Regions from separate parts of the Ovis aries genome. Here region 2 is linked to region 1. The links are chromatin contacts, called in public Hi-C maps. All regions are on one chromosome and are shown on one strand. The core of a region is the stretch at or near the end of the contact, and the rest is flanking DNA. Distances in the headings are between cores, read along the strand shown.

What was found. A called contact is a pair of places that touch in the nucleus more often than the background predicts.
Region 2: a Hi-C map of liver shows a contact between it and region 1, with 3 times the contacts expected there. The contact joins two enhancer-like sites. A contact is called at or near these places in 4 of 16 Hi-C or Micro-C datasets (hypothalamus, liver, skin fibroblasts and 1 more).

The regions. Positions count from the first base shown.
Region 1 is chr3:42,916,316-42,922,632 of ARS-UI_Ramb_v3.0, reverse strand. No RefSeq gene overlaps it. Among named protein-coding and RNA genes, the nearest start is that of SPRED2, 4.4 kb to the left of the region's middle. Within about 2 kb of position 1,827, at least 39 of the 54 cell types and tissues checked have an H3K27ac peak or open chromatin away from gene starts, as enhancers often do. A contact at or near this core is called in liver, where this site is marked.
Region 2 is chr3:43,087,454-43,093,967 of ARS-UI_Ramb_v3.0, reverse strand. ACTR2 (actin related protein 2) reads left to right here. Exons shown (of 9, transcript XM_015094304.4): 8 at 702-834; 9 at 4,137-5,808. The coding sequence ends at 4,307. Among named protein-coding and RNA genes, the nearest start is that of ACTR2, 36 kb to the left of the region's middle. Within about 2 kb of position 3,122, at least 3 of the 54 cell types and tissues checked have an H3K27ac peak or open chromatin away from gene starts, as enhancers often do. A contact at or near this core is called in liver, where this site is marked.

The sequences.
Region 1 (6,317 bases), core at 578-3,077:
AAATATTGCATAGGTAAAGGGTATATGTATGCATTTGGAGAGTCACAGTACTCTGAAGAAAGTTAAGAGTTTTCACCTTGAGTCAAGGGAAAACTAGTGGTTTACCCTAGGCTTTGTGTTTAATCTTAACCATGATCTTTGTGGACACAGATTGGGGTTAAACCCAAGCAACCACTCCATGCTAAGTGCTGGTATGTGGTGGTAAAAAGGGCACTAGACAGGGGAGGAACACCTAGGTTCTGGTTTCTTCCTAGCAGCCCCGAGACCCTGAGTGAGGCTTTTAGCAATTCTTCAGTTTCTTTATAAAATAAGGATACCAAGGCCACACTTGTCTTTCTCAGTCTTTGAGACCACTGAGGGTCTATGAGAAAGCACTGAACAAAGCAAGACCTCAGTGGCATCTAAATCCCCATGAGGTGAAGGCATCTACTCAGTTCTCACCTTTGCCCATTTGTTGCTTTTCTCAGCAATGTTTGAAAGAAGTCCTATTCAGTCATTCCTGAACTTCCAGGAATGTGGACATTTGTCTTGTCAGAAATATCCACCCAATGGGCGTCACCCTCTAGTTCAGAGTACTCAAATGGCAAGGTTACAGGTGAGATGATTATTTTCTGCAGGTAGGCAAGCTAAATCTGTGTCATTACAGCTCATTCATCCATCTCCCTTCTAATAACAGTGAATGACTGGCCCAACCCAGGAGCAAAAGAAAACATTCCAAGGTCCAAGAGTCACCAAGTCCCAACTTGGATGTTCTGCTGCCAAACTCCAGCAGGTCCTTAAGTTCTCTGAGCCTCACACTATCCTGTAGTAACAAGGTAATATCCACAACATAGAGTTGTTGGAGGATTAAATGGCTATAAAATGAAGGCACTGTGTTAAGCACACTGCAAATACGAGATTAACGGCAACACTTTCTTCCCTTTAGCCAGTGGATTATCAAATGCTCTCCCTTTCACTCCTGGTCCTTTATGTTCCTCTAAAGAAAACCTTCCAATTTTTGCCTTGTTCATTACGCAAAAGGAATCTTTTTGATGAAAATGTCCCAAGCAGGTCACCCCTCCCGCATCAATCGCTAACTATGACTGGCAGCTCCGAGAATAAATGGCGGTATTGAGTGAATAACTCAGATGTTTATTGATCAGAATACCAGGGTGTTATCAAAGCCTTCTGGATAGTTACCAGAATTGGGGATATCACGGATTCAGGGTTTTAATGACATTGCTGAAAAGAGCTAAATACCCCCATCCGTGTCTCGCCCCAACAAACAGCAAAACAAGGGGCAGGCAAGCCAAGGGTGTCTCGTACAGTGTGTCAAAAGTAATGTCGATCTGCTCACAACTTCAGGGTAACCCAGCGGAGTCTCCCGTAGGACCCCCACCTACTCGCCTCCGAACCCGAGTCCGGGGCAAGGGGGCACCCCCTCCCGAATCCTCCCGGCTGGCCGCCGGTAAAGCCCGGAACCCAAGCGACCCTCGGCGGGCTCGGGACGGGCATGCTCAGTAGACCCGCAGTGCTAGTTTCAATCGGACGTCCTCGGCTCCCGCCCCGCACGGGCGCGGGGGAAGCGGACATTTTCTCCTCCACAATCCGCTCTCTCTTGTCCTTCGCCCCCTTTCTGCGTCCTCCCACTTTTCGCCCGTCGGGGTCCGACTGGGCGCTGGTGTAAATCTCTCGGGAGTGGGCTGGTGATAGTGACTCTCCTCGCCCTCCCCCAGGGTTAGGGGGGTTGCAGGGTAGGGGGTGGTTGGGGGAGGACTCCACTGTGCCCTAAGGTGGTTTGCGCCGCGCGACCGCGGCCCTCAGGAGCCCCCCCACTGCCGCAGCGCCCCCCCGCTCCCCGCCCCGCGAGGCGTGCGCAGCTGCGCCCCGCCTGTCCTCATCTCACCCTCATCCTGCCCCTTCGGTATTTCTCAATGACCGGCGCTCGGAGGGCACTTCCGACCCGGGAGGGAGCGGGTATCATTAGCGCCAGCTTTATCAGTTCCTTCCGGTCTGCCAGGAGCCCAGCCTTGCGCGCAGCTTGGCCGCGCCCAGGGCTCTCGGGTGCCTTAATTTTTTTGTTTAAACAAGCAGTCGTGTGTGCCGGGGTGTGCCAAACGAATGTGCAGCCCGGCTGCTCCGCCCTCCCCCGCACCAGACCCGCCGGCCGGAATGGAAACCCAAGCTCTCTCGAAAAGAAGGGGATGATGCAAACTTAGAAACTGACCCGGCGTCCGGGAACGATGCCCCTGCGGGGCGCGGTGTCCCAGTCCCGGCATGAATGGCTGGAGCCCGATTGCATAATCGGCGCGGTATAAATAGCCGACGGGCGGGCCGCTGACGAGCTCGCTGGTCCCGTTATCATGACTACTTCATCCCCGATGCATTCACTCCCGGGTCATTTTCCCTTTCAGCTGCAAGGCTGGGATTTTAAATAGCAGAGATGAAAGGCTCTCATTCCTGCTTCCCTGCTCCCTTGAGTTCATGTATTATGAATGAAACCTCGCTGCTTCCTGATGGCTCACTTCAGGTAGGGGAGAGACTAAGTCAAGGCAGCGGTCCACCGAACCTCGTGTGTGTGTGTGTGTGTGTGTGTGTGTGTGTGTGTGTGTGTGTGTGTGTAGGAGAGAGACTCAGAGTCAAGGCAGCGGTCCACCGAGCCTCGGGTGTATGTGTGTTCTGTCCCGGAGGGAGAGAAAGCAAGAAGAAATGATTGACAGGGCTGGGCCACCGTCTCATCGAGAAAACGTAACCGCTGATGGTTTGCCTCTGGAGTTTCAGTTTACAACTCTCCAGCCTCATTGTAAGGTAGATTATGCAAAGGGTCTTTTCGGCCGTGGCTGCTCACTCGCCTTCGGCCTCAGAGAAGTGCTGCTTCAGTCAGAGGAGCTGGTTCCCTTTCTCGGAGGCAGCAGACATCCCTGACTGTAAAAGCCCTGGGGACCCCTGAGGTCTGGAAGAATAGCAGTGCCACGGGTCAGTTTAGTCACTCTCTTGTTTCTTAGAAGCTTCTGCTATGTCCAAAGATGAAGTACAAAAACTTATTCCTCCCAACTGTATTTCACAAATACATGGTTGTTTTAAAAATGATAGTGTGCAGAGGGTTTTTGTTTTTTTTTTCTTTTTAATCTTTTCTCTTCAACACCAAGTTTCGACTTATTTTCTCAAAATAAATGACTGGTTCTTCACCAATGCGTTTCTGGTAAGTGAAAGGCAGTGGCCTGGTCATTATTTTTCAAACCAGAGGCTCATTGCTCCAACCTGGGTTTAAACTGCCAGGTCCTTTGTGACGCTTTGGGATTACAGGGGACCATGAACCCAGGGTCCTGCCTTCCAGGGTTTTCTGTCGGGTGAGGCAACAGTCTATACAGAAAACATTAGGGCAATGGCTAATGCCTCTAAAACATGAGGTAAGCAGGAGAGAAAGCAGAGGTCAGGGAAAGGAAGGCTCCCCAGGAGAAGGGGTGTCTTAGCCACATCCTGAAGGAAGGTGAGCTGGTGTAGATAACTGACAACCCAGTGAACCTAGAAGCCCCAAGGTGTGACAGGGTGGGGAGCCAGGGCAACAGGCTGAGAAGGGTGGGTCTGGGAGGCAACAGAGGTCATGCTAAAGGAGGCTAGACGATCATGAAGTCTTGGAATCTTTTGTAGCAGGTTCACAGCTGAGCTTTGTCCAGTCCCAGCTCTTTGCAGTGGGCCCTTGGTTGCACAAACATAGAGTCATTGGGCATCCATTGTCTGGGGGTTTGGAAACTGATAGCCCCACGATCAGATAAGGCTCCAGATAAATTCTGTTTATGCATACCTTAAAAAAAAAACAAACCAGAGTCTAACAGTTTAAAATCAGACCATTTCACATAAAAATCAAGATTTTTGGCTCCTCTTAAAAAATACTCCAAAGATGCAGGAACTGTGAGTGCCAAATTCTTGTTTGGTAACAGTTGACTCTTGGTGAATGGTGGCTGGCCTGTCTGTCAGGCTTCTGGCTCCCCTAGGCATTTGAGTTTTTTACTCTGACATAAAAGAATCCTTTATGACTGCATCAAGGCCCCACTCTGAGACCCAAAGTAGGCCGAGCTTGGCAATAAGTACACAGCGATTTACATGAGGATCTCCTGGCCTCTCGGAAGGGAAGATACCAATCTTCAATCTCCTACTCCAAGACTATTATAAATTAGGCCAAATAATAAAATGGATTAGAGTGAGCTCAGTCAGAGCCCAGTGGCAGGGAGGCAATGAGGCCTCTAAAACAACAACGCTTATCCCCAGCCCAGGCTCTGTTTCTGGGGAACTCAACCCAAGATCTCTGCCAACAGGGCAGCTGAGGTTCAAGTGATATACTGGAAAACTCCCCAAATGGAATAATGTTTGTACCCCAAACTTATGGAGCAGCATATATAAGTTACATAAGACATTTTAAGCAGGGAATGCTAGACTCAGATTAACACTTTTAATAGATTACTCCAAGCATGGAGAATGGTTTGCAGGAAGCAAAGGATGGTTAGGGAGAAATTTTCTTCTTCCATGACAGAAATAATAATTCATGACAAAACACAGTGGCATTGGCCATGGAGATGGAAAATAATTCCAAAGACACAAGTGGGGTGGAAATGAGTTGGCTTTCTGACCTATTAGATATGGAGACTAATGGAAAGGTCTGGGATAACTTCCAAGTTATTGACTTGGGAAATTGGATGTATCTTAGTGTCTTTAACATGATTGGGATAAAAGGAGAAGGGCTTGGTCACCAACAGACAGCTATTACCATTCAACTCTGAGATCAACTAAGTATGTCGGGGATTGAGGGATATAAAGGGAAGCTAGAAAATAGGAAAGCAGAACCTCGACATAAAAATAGAGGGACAGTTCCCCGAGGACATCATTTGAGCAACTGGAGTCAACCTTGCCTCAAACTTGAGGATGATCTGGACTTTTTAGATCAAGCTGGGCTTCTGTCACTTCCAGCCAAAATAATTCTAACTACCAAAATAGAAAGCTATATTTAGGAGAGTGAAAACGATTGAGAGGAACTAAGGAATGGAACATAAGGGAATTTTAGAATGTATGTTTGCAATTTAACATAGGGACATCTGGGGTCAGTGCCAGGGAGTTTCACAGAGATTCTGATTTAATAGAACATACTTCTCTCAGGAAGTTAGTCAACATTTTATGACTTGTACCAGCCTCTCTTTTTGGCCTCAGCTTCCCATTGTCACCACCCTATTTCCCATCTCCAGTTCCCTTCTCATTTTTAAACTTATGCCTCATTTTTCTGCCTTTATTCCTCAGTCCCTTTCTTCTGTAAAGCTCAAAACTGAGAAAGGATGTTTCATAATATAAAAGAACATAATCTTGTAGAATTGGAAGAAAATGAAAGATCATATGTTTGTAGCAACTGTGGCTCCAATAAACCAAACATTCTACCCAAGCTTTTTGGAATGGGTAAAAGGAAAAGAAGAAAACAAAATTCAGTAAGATATGGTCCCCTTATCAGTTAGCGTTTGCTGTGTAACAAACCACCACAAGGGACTTCCCCCACTGTTCACTGGTTAAGTCTCTCTGCTTCCTGGCACTACAGGGGGTGCCAACTTGATCCTTGGTGGTGGAACTAAGATCCCACATGCAGGGCAGCGTGGCCAAAAATCAAATAAACATTTTATTATCTCATGAGTCTCCAGTTTTTCAACAGGGTGACTGACTGCTCTAACCTCAGCCAGCTTAGCTAGGGCTGGATGAGCCAGGAAGGGCTCTCCTATATCTGGTGATTTGCAGGCTGACTGGTCGGGCTGGAGGAACTCATCTCTGCTCCACTCGATCTGTTATCCTCTAGAAGGCCTGCCCAGACTAGATTACATGGTGGGGGTGGCAGGGTTCCCAGATCAGCAAGAGGGCAAACCCCAAAGTACATGCATTTTTCAAGCCTCTACTTGCATCACATTTGTTAATATTGTCTCATTAGCCAGAAAAGTCACACAGCCAACCCAGAGTCAAAAGTCAAGACCCAGGGAAATAGACTCTCCTTCCTGAAGAAAAGAGGAGCAGAGTCACATGGCAAGGGATGTGTATACAAGGATGGGAGGAATCTGTAACCTTTTTATAGTCTACTTCAATCTCTAACACAAATTTCACAATTAGAGAAGGATATTTATAATAATAATATACATTGATCACACATATGATTTATAATGATTTATACAAGTATATGATAAATATATTAGAAAATATACAACTAAATAAATATTTTTAATATAAGTATTATATGTCTACATATAGGTATCCTATTTATGTATAGGAGTACCATTGATAGAATTAACCTCTGCCTTTAGAATCATTGATTT
Region 2 (6,514 bases), core at 1,873-4,372, 170 kb before region 1:
CTGAGCGCTTGAGAACCTGAAAGGAAGTAAAACCTAGAAGTGAGTTTGAATGAAGCCAAAATGGGTACAGCTTAGCTCCTGAGTTTTACTAAAAAGCTCCTCCGACCCTCACTTAGATTGTACTCTTAATACTTTTACTCCATATGCACTTATTTTAGGTTTGATTATCTGGTATCATGACCAACAGCATATTTAAGGAAGAAAGACAGGACTGCTATTAGAAGCAAGCACATCAGTCTAACCAAAAATAATAGCTGGCGGCCTCAAAGCAGAGGAACAAAAGGGAAAACTACAAAAGGCAAATGGAAAAATTCAAAAGCTAGAAGTGGAGTCATGGTGGAATATAGTTTATTATAGTAGACAACCACCTCTAAGTGGCTCCATGGAAGTACTATTACAGCACAGCCCAAATACCGCTCCTTTGTTATGTGAACTAGTCGTTACTGAAAGACTTAATTACATTTGCAAGAAAATGTGTTATGTACTTTAGGAGTATTGTCATCAAAATGATATAAATATTTTATATATAGTTTGTTATCTGTTTATAGTAGTAATAGCAAGCATTCAGCCCTGCAGTTTACATGTTGGATTTTATTTAATTCTCCCAGCAACCACCTGAGGCTAATGTAAATAAAAGCAACTCTTGAGGTAATGTTTTCCTAATCTGAAACCCCTAATGAATACCTGTTGTGTCTTCCTAGATCTGAGTTCTATAAGCACATTGTGCTTTCTGGAGGGTCTACTATGTACCCCGGTCTGCCATCCCGGTTGGAACGAGAGCTTAAACAGCTTTACTTAGAACGAGTATTGAAGGGTGATGTGGAAAAACTTTCTGTAAGTATCTGTCAGTACTCCAACTGTTAGCATACTGTTAAAACCCTGTAAAATAGCTTGTGAATCTTGACAACCACCAGAGGGAGCAAGAAGTCTTCGTAAACAAATGTCTACTGCAGTCCAGCGCAGCCTTGAAAAGTAGGAAGAAGTACGTGGTTCGAGACGAGCTTTGTCTCAGCAGTCCTAGTGCCAGCTCACCTTTCTACTCAGTGAACTGAGGCAGTGGGTCCAGGGACACATTTTGGTTCATCTGTGACAAATGCCTGGAACCAGGGTGCCTGTATCTGGGTGGGAAGAACCTGCTGTACTGTGGAGAAAGGTTGTTGGGTTTTTTTTAAATGTGATCAACATTCGGTGCTACTCTTGGACTGTTTCGTATTTCTGATATAAAATTATTTTCTGGCTGTTTTTTGCATATGTCTTTTATCTCCCCAATCAGATAGTCTCCAGTTCTTTTGCATCCGTGTCAACAATCATAGCTCTTAAAGCAGACTTTAAATGAGTTGTTGATACATAGAGTGGAAAAAAATTTTTAAACCAGGGTGTAACAGTTGATGGTTATTTGACATTGATTTTTCTCTACAAACCCTGGACTGTGTGAAGTACACTATCTGTACATACTACATGCTCAACTAGGAGTCGTCTAAGTTAATCTCTGAGGTTCATATGTACACCCGTGGTGGATTCATGTCAATGTAAGGCAAAACTACTACAATATTATAAAGTAATTAGCCTCCAGTTAAAATAAGTAAATGTAAATTAAAAAAAAGAAAAGCAGCATAAAATAAAACATTTTAATTTTGTTTAAAAAAAATCTCTGCAGTTCATCTTGCCAACTTTGATCAGTTGTTTTAGATAATGAGATTACATCATACAGAGGGCTTTATATTTGGAGACACACTATATTACATCTTTCATTTGTAACTCAAATTATTGAAATTAAATTCTATATGGACTCATATATTAAACAGATTAAAAGACTTAAAGGAGGCATGTTGTCGAAGTACTTCACTCATCTGTGTGGTTTTATTGAGTTATACATATAATTTAAAGTCAGTCTTAGATGATTATTTAGCAAATACTTCTTGAACTCCTTCTATCTGCCAAACACTTGTCTAGGCAAAACAGTGGTGAACAAAACTAAAAATATCTGCTTTTAGTCTGTAAATAATACTTTGGGTAGCAATAAGCACTATGAGGAAAAGTCAGGTTAGAGGCTTGAAAGTGGTAGTGATTTGGGGAGATGGTGTGTCAGAGAAGGGGCCCAATGAGATAACTTTTGAACAAAGGCTGAAGGGAATGAGGAGCCTGACTCTGGGGAGAAGAATCTTCCAGGCAGTGGTAACAGTCCTGAGTTATGGGGAGTGTGTAGGAATGGCTGGACAGAGTAAGCAAGGGAGGGGACTAGGAGGTGAGTGCAGAAAGGCAGTCAGGGGACTTCCCTGGCGATCCAGTAGTTAAGACTTCACACTTGCACTGCAGAGGGTATGGGTTCTATCCCTGGTGGGGAACTAATCCCACATGCCACATGGTAGACCCCAAAAAGAGGAAGGTAGTCAGGACGCAAGTCTTGTTCAGCCATGGTAAAGATTTTGGCTTTCCTTCTATTGAGATAGAAAGTCTTGGGAGGATCTTGAGCAGAGAAAGTAGTATCTGATTTGTTTAAAGGATCATTAAGTCTGATGAGGTGAGTACATGCTTGAGGAAAGGGAGGAAGAAATGTGACCGTCACAGTATGGGTTAGGAGGCTCTCAGAGGAGGGAGGAAGCTGGTAGATGTTTGTGAAATAAATGAGGAGGTGTGAAGTGGTGTCTTAGAGGGTGGAAGAGAGAAGAGAAATGTCGTGGGGTTGCTGAGCATCTCTGAGGGGCTCAGTTGAGGTAAAGTTTAAAGTGGATGTTGAGTTTTTCTCATCCTGCGCTCAGTTGCTTGGGGGCAGGGGCAGAAGAAAGAGTTGATCAGCTGAAATGGGAGTCTGCCAAGCAAGGCAGAGACGGGCAGGGTCACTGAGGATGGTGTCAGGACGTGGTGGAGAGAGTACTCACATGTGCCACCGAGCAGGTCTGAGGAGAAATCCTCCTCATGGGGCTCTGTAGACACCATGGACCCAGAGAGTGGTGGCTGGAATGGCCCAGAAGGGCGAGTTTCTGAGGGTCTCTGGAATGTCAGTAGTGAGAAACAGCAGCCCGTTGCAAAAGCTGCAGGGGCAGCGGTGTCCTCAAGGGCTAGCCAGGTTTCCCCAGGAGCAGGGTGGCCAGAACACAGCCCCAGGCCAGACCTGGCTGTTTGATAAAGGAAGCTTTTGGGAACGTGGCCAAGCGGACTCTTGTCGCCTAGTGTGCCACCTGTTGTCACACAGTCTCTGGCTGCCTTTAGCTGTTGCCACAGTAGACCCCGCAGAGCTTCGAGTATTTTCCCTCTGATCCCTGTAGAAGAAGTTTGCTGGCCCCTGCCTAGGAGTAAAAAAGTAACTAGAGCAGTTAGAACAATAGGTTAGCCTCAGAATTAATCAGTAAACAGGTGTTTTTCTATGTCATATATTATGATAGATCGTACAGTTCACGTATGTGACATAAAGACAGTTAAGATGACATAGTTATTTCGAGTTTTTTTGAACGATTTGTGACTTTGTAAATAAAACTGCTACTTCATTTTAAGGTTTCTCTTTCATGTGTTGACTTACCATACAGAAGGAGGTCTCTCCTTGTTAGACAGCTGAGAGTGGCTACAGAGTGCAAAGCTTTTCCCGCTTGTCTTTAATTTTGTTTACTGTGTTCATTTTTTCCAACATCATAATTTATCTTGACCATATTTGGCCTTGTTTATTCGAACATTCGTTTGAATTTGAGACAATAGAAAGTGAGCTTTGCTTATAAGAACTTAAATCTTACTTTGTTGCCTGGGACTACAATCATAAGGGCATGAGACCTTGAAGAAAGTACAAGTCTTCTTATCCCAACTCTTCACTTGATAGCTGGCTGGATGATCTGCCGGTCAGTGAGACACCTGTCACAGGCAGTGCTCCAGTACTTGGGCTTTTAGTAGGGTGACCGTGGAATTCATTGTTCATATCAGGATGGTTTTGAGAGTGATGAGGGGTGCAGTTAACGATGGGGCCACAGGTGTAAGCAGGGAGTGTTCTAAACACACTGGGATGGATTTGCGATCTCCTGACTGTGAGTTGGGTCTCTCCTACACATGTATACATCATAGGACCTTTATGAGAATTTAAGAAAAAGTCATTTTCTTAAGATAGAAAACACCATGCACGTGTGACATTTTTCTGTCTCCTCTTTCGTTAGAAATTCAAGATCCGCATTGAAGACCCGCCCCGCAGGAAGCACATGGTTTTCCTAGGAGGTGCAGTTCTAGCAGACATCATGAAGGACAAAGACAACTTCTGGATGACCCGACAGGAATACCAAGAAAAGGGTGTTCGTGTGCTGGAGAAACTCGGGGTGACGGTTCGATAAACTGTGAAGCTGGTTCCCATCACGCCCTAATGTGCTTTCTTTTTTTCCATTACTGCCAGTCTTTGAACTCATTCAGCTCCAGGACCTGGAAGAGGCCTGTCTGTCTGTGCCCTCTGACTGGAAAGGTCAGGTTTTATTCTGGTGTCTTGTGGAAGCTGTGTTAAATTTGGGTTAGTGTGGGTGACTCTGACTGTTTAATTCTGCCACTTCCCTGCGAACACAGGAGAGGGCAAGGGTCCTCTCTCTGCTGCTTTGTTTCCTCGGTAGGCATTTAGATCATTCCTGTAGGCTTCCTATTTTCACTTTACTGCTCTAATGCTGCTAGTTTTAGTCTTTAGCACACTAGGTGGTATGCCTTTATTAGCATAAGAAAAAAACTTCAACAGGAGCTTTTACATATTACTGGGGTGGGGGTGGTCAGGACTGGGTGGGCGGCTGCGGAACCCTCTGTGGAGTTTCCTCTGTAGTGTGGTGCTTTCTACAGTTACTGCTGCAGCTTTAAGTACCTTAAAGCTTCTGGTATTAACATTTTAGGGAAATGGTAGGCTCAGAACTAAACTGTTTGGGTGGGTTTTTGTGTGGAGGACAGGGGTAGTCTTTTGATATTCATTTTTTGATTTTTGAGCTTTTCTGCTCTAGGGTACGGGAGATGAACTTTATTTACAATACTTTGATTTGGCGGGTTTTCTTCTACTTTTGGTCTGCCTGGAACTGTTTCTATCTGATGTAAAAAGCAGGTGTAGTGTCCCGTTATTATGTGGTTTGGGGATTTTTTATTTGTTTTTTAAAATTAACCATGTCAGCTGGGATTAGACTCCCTAGAATCTATCAGTGGAAAAGTAACATTGAAAAAATGCTTTTGGAAATTCAAATTTCAGACAAAAAGTGCTTAAGAGCTGGTATTTTTTCTAAGTGCTTCTGTTTATACCAGAAGCATTAAGGTAACCCAGTGCCAAGTACCATTCTTAAAAAATTCTTTTATATAACCGACCAGTGCTTATTTAATAAAAACAAGTAGATACATATAAATAATTACTGGCAGTAGGTTATAATTATTGGGTTAAAAATAACATTGAAATATGGGACTTCCTGCCAGTTGGGTAATTTTCACTAATTTTCTTTTGTTGTTGGTATGTTTTGATTTAAAACCTGAAAGTGGAGTAAAATATGACTATTTAAAATGTTGGCCCCCCCAAAAATCAAGATTTAGATATGTATTTGTACTGAAAAAACTAATCATAACTACTAAATCTTAGCCATCTTAGGCTTGAAAGAAAAGTTGGTATTTTGTAAATGTTAGCAGACTTTCCTGTCAGAAAAGCATATTTATGAGTCCTGTCGGTATTGCTTGGTATCTGAAAAAAATATCAAATAGTACCCAGACTTGAATTCCTTCTAAATTGAAAAATAAAGTAATAAGAGATTGTATCACTTCTGTTAATATTATGTATTTTTTGTCTCTTTTACCTCAGTTTGAACAAATAAAAGAAGTTTGCCTGCATGCTGGACATGCTTCAGTACACATGAATAAGCCTATGAATAATGTCTGTAAGATTTTAGGGACATGGGTGTCACAGTTACTTTGGAATTCTAATATGTCCCTAAATTATGTACTTACCAATCCCCCTAGACTTTTGAATACTGAGTTGTTAAAGGACATAAATGCAGAACTAGTATCTACCAGTTGTTCATTTCAGGTAAATGGATTGACTCCTGACCTTTGATCATGATTTTAAAATATGGAGATAGAAAGCAACAAAGAATGGAATAGACTCTTAAATAAAACAATGAAGACATTTGTCCCTTGAATGTAGAATTTGGTTTTAATTTTGTAATTTTGCTATCAAACATGACCATTAAAATGTATTAATATATAGAGAGTATAACTTTTTAATTACATTTTCAAATTTTCCTATTCTAAGGTGAAATAATGCATTTAGTATAGTGATTTGAGGGTAGGGTGGGGAAATATCATTAATTGGAGTTGTCAGGTACGAGCCCTTCAGAAGTGAAAATGTTTTCTGTTTTAAAAGAGATATGATTTATAGCTCTTGAAAACCATTGTCACTTAAATTCCCAATGATGTTTAAAATTCTTTTCTTTTAAAATTAGAATTGCCAATGCCTTGACCTTCGAGAAGGGTTTCTTAGAAATAAGTCCTACATTTGAACTTTTTTCCTTAAAATGGTATTGGATGTTAGCTTTTA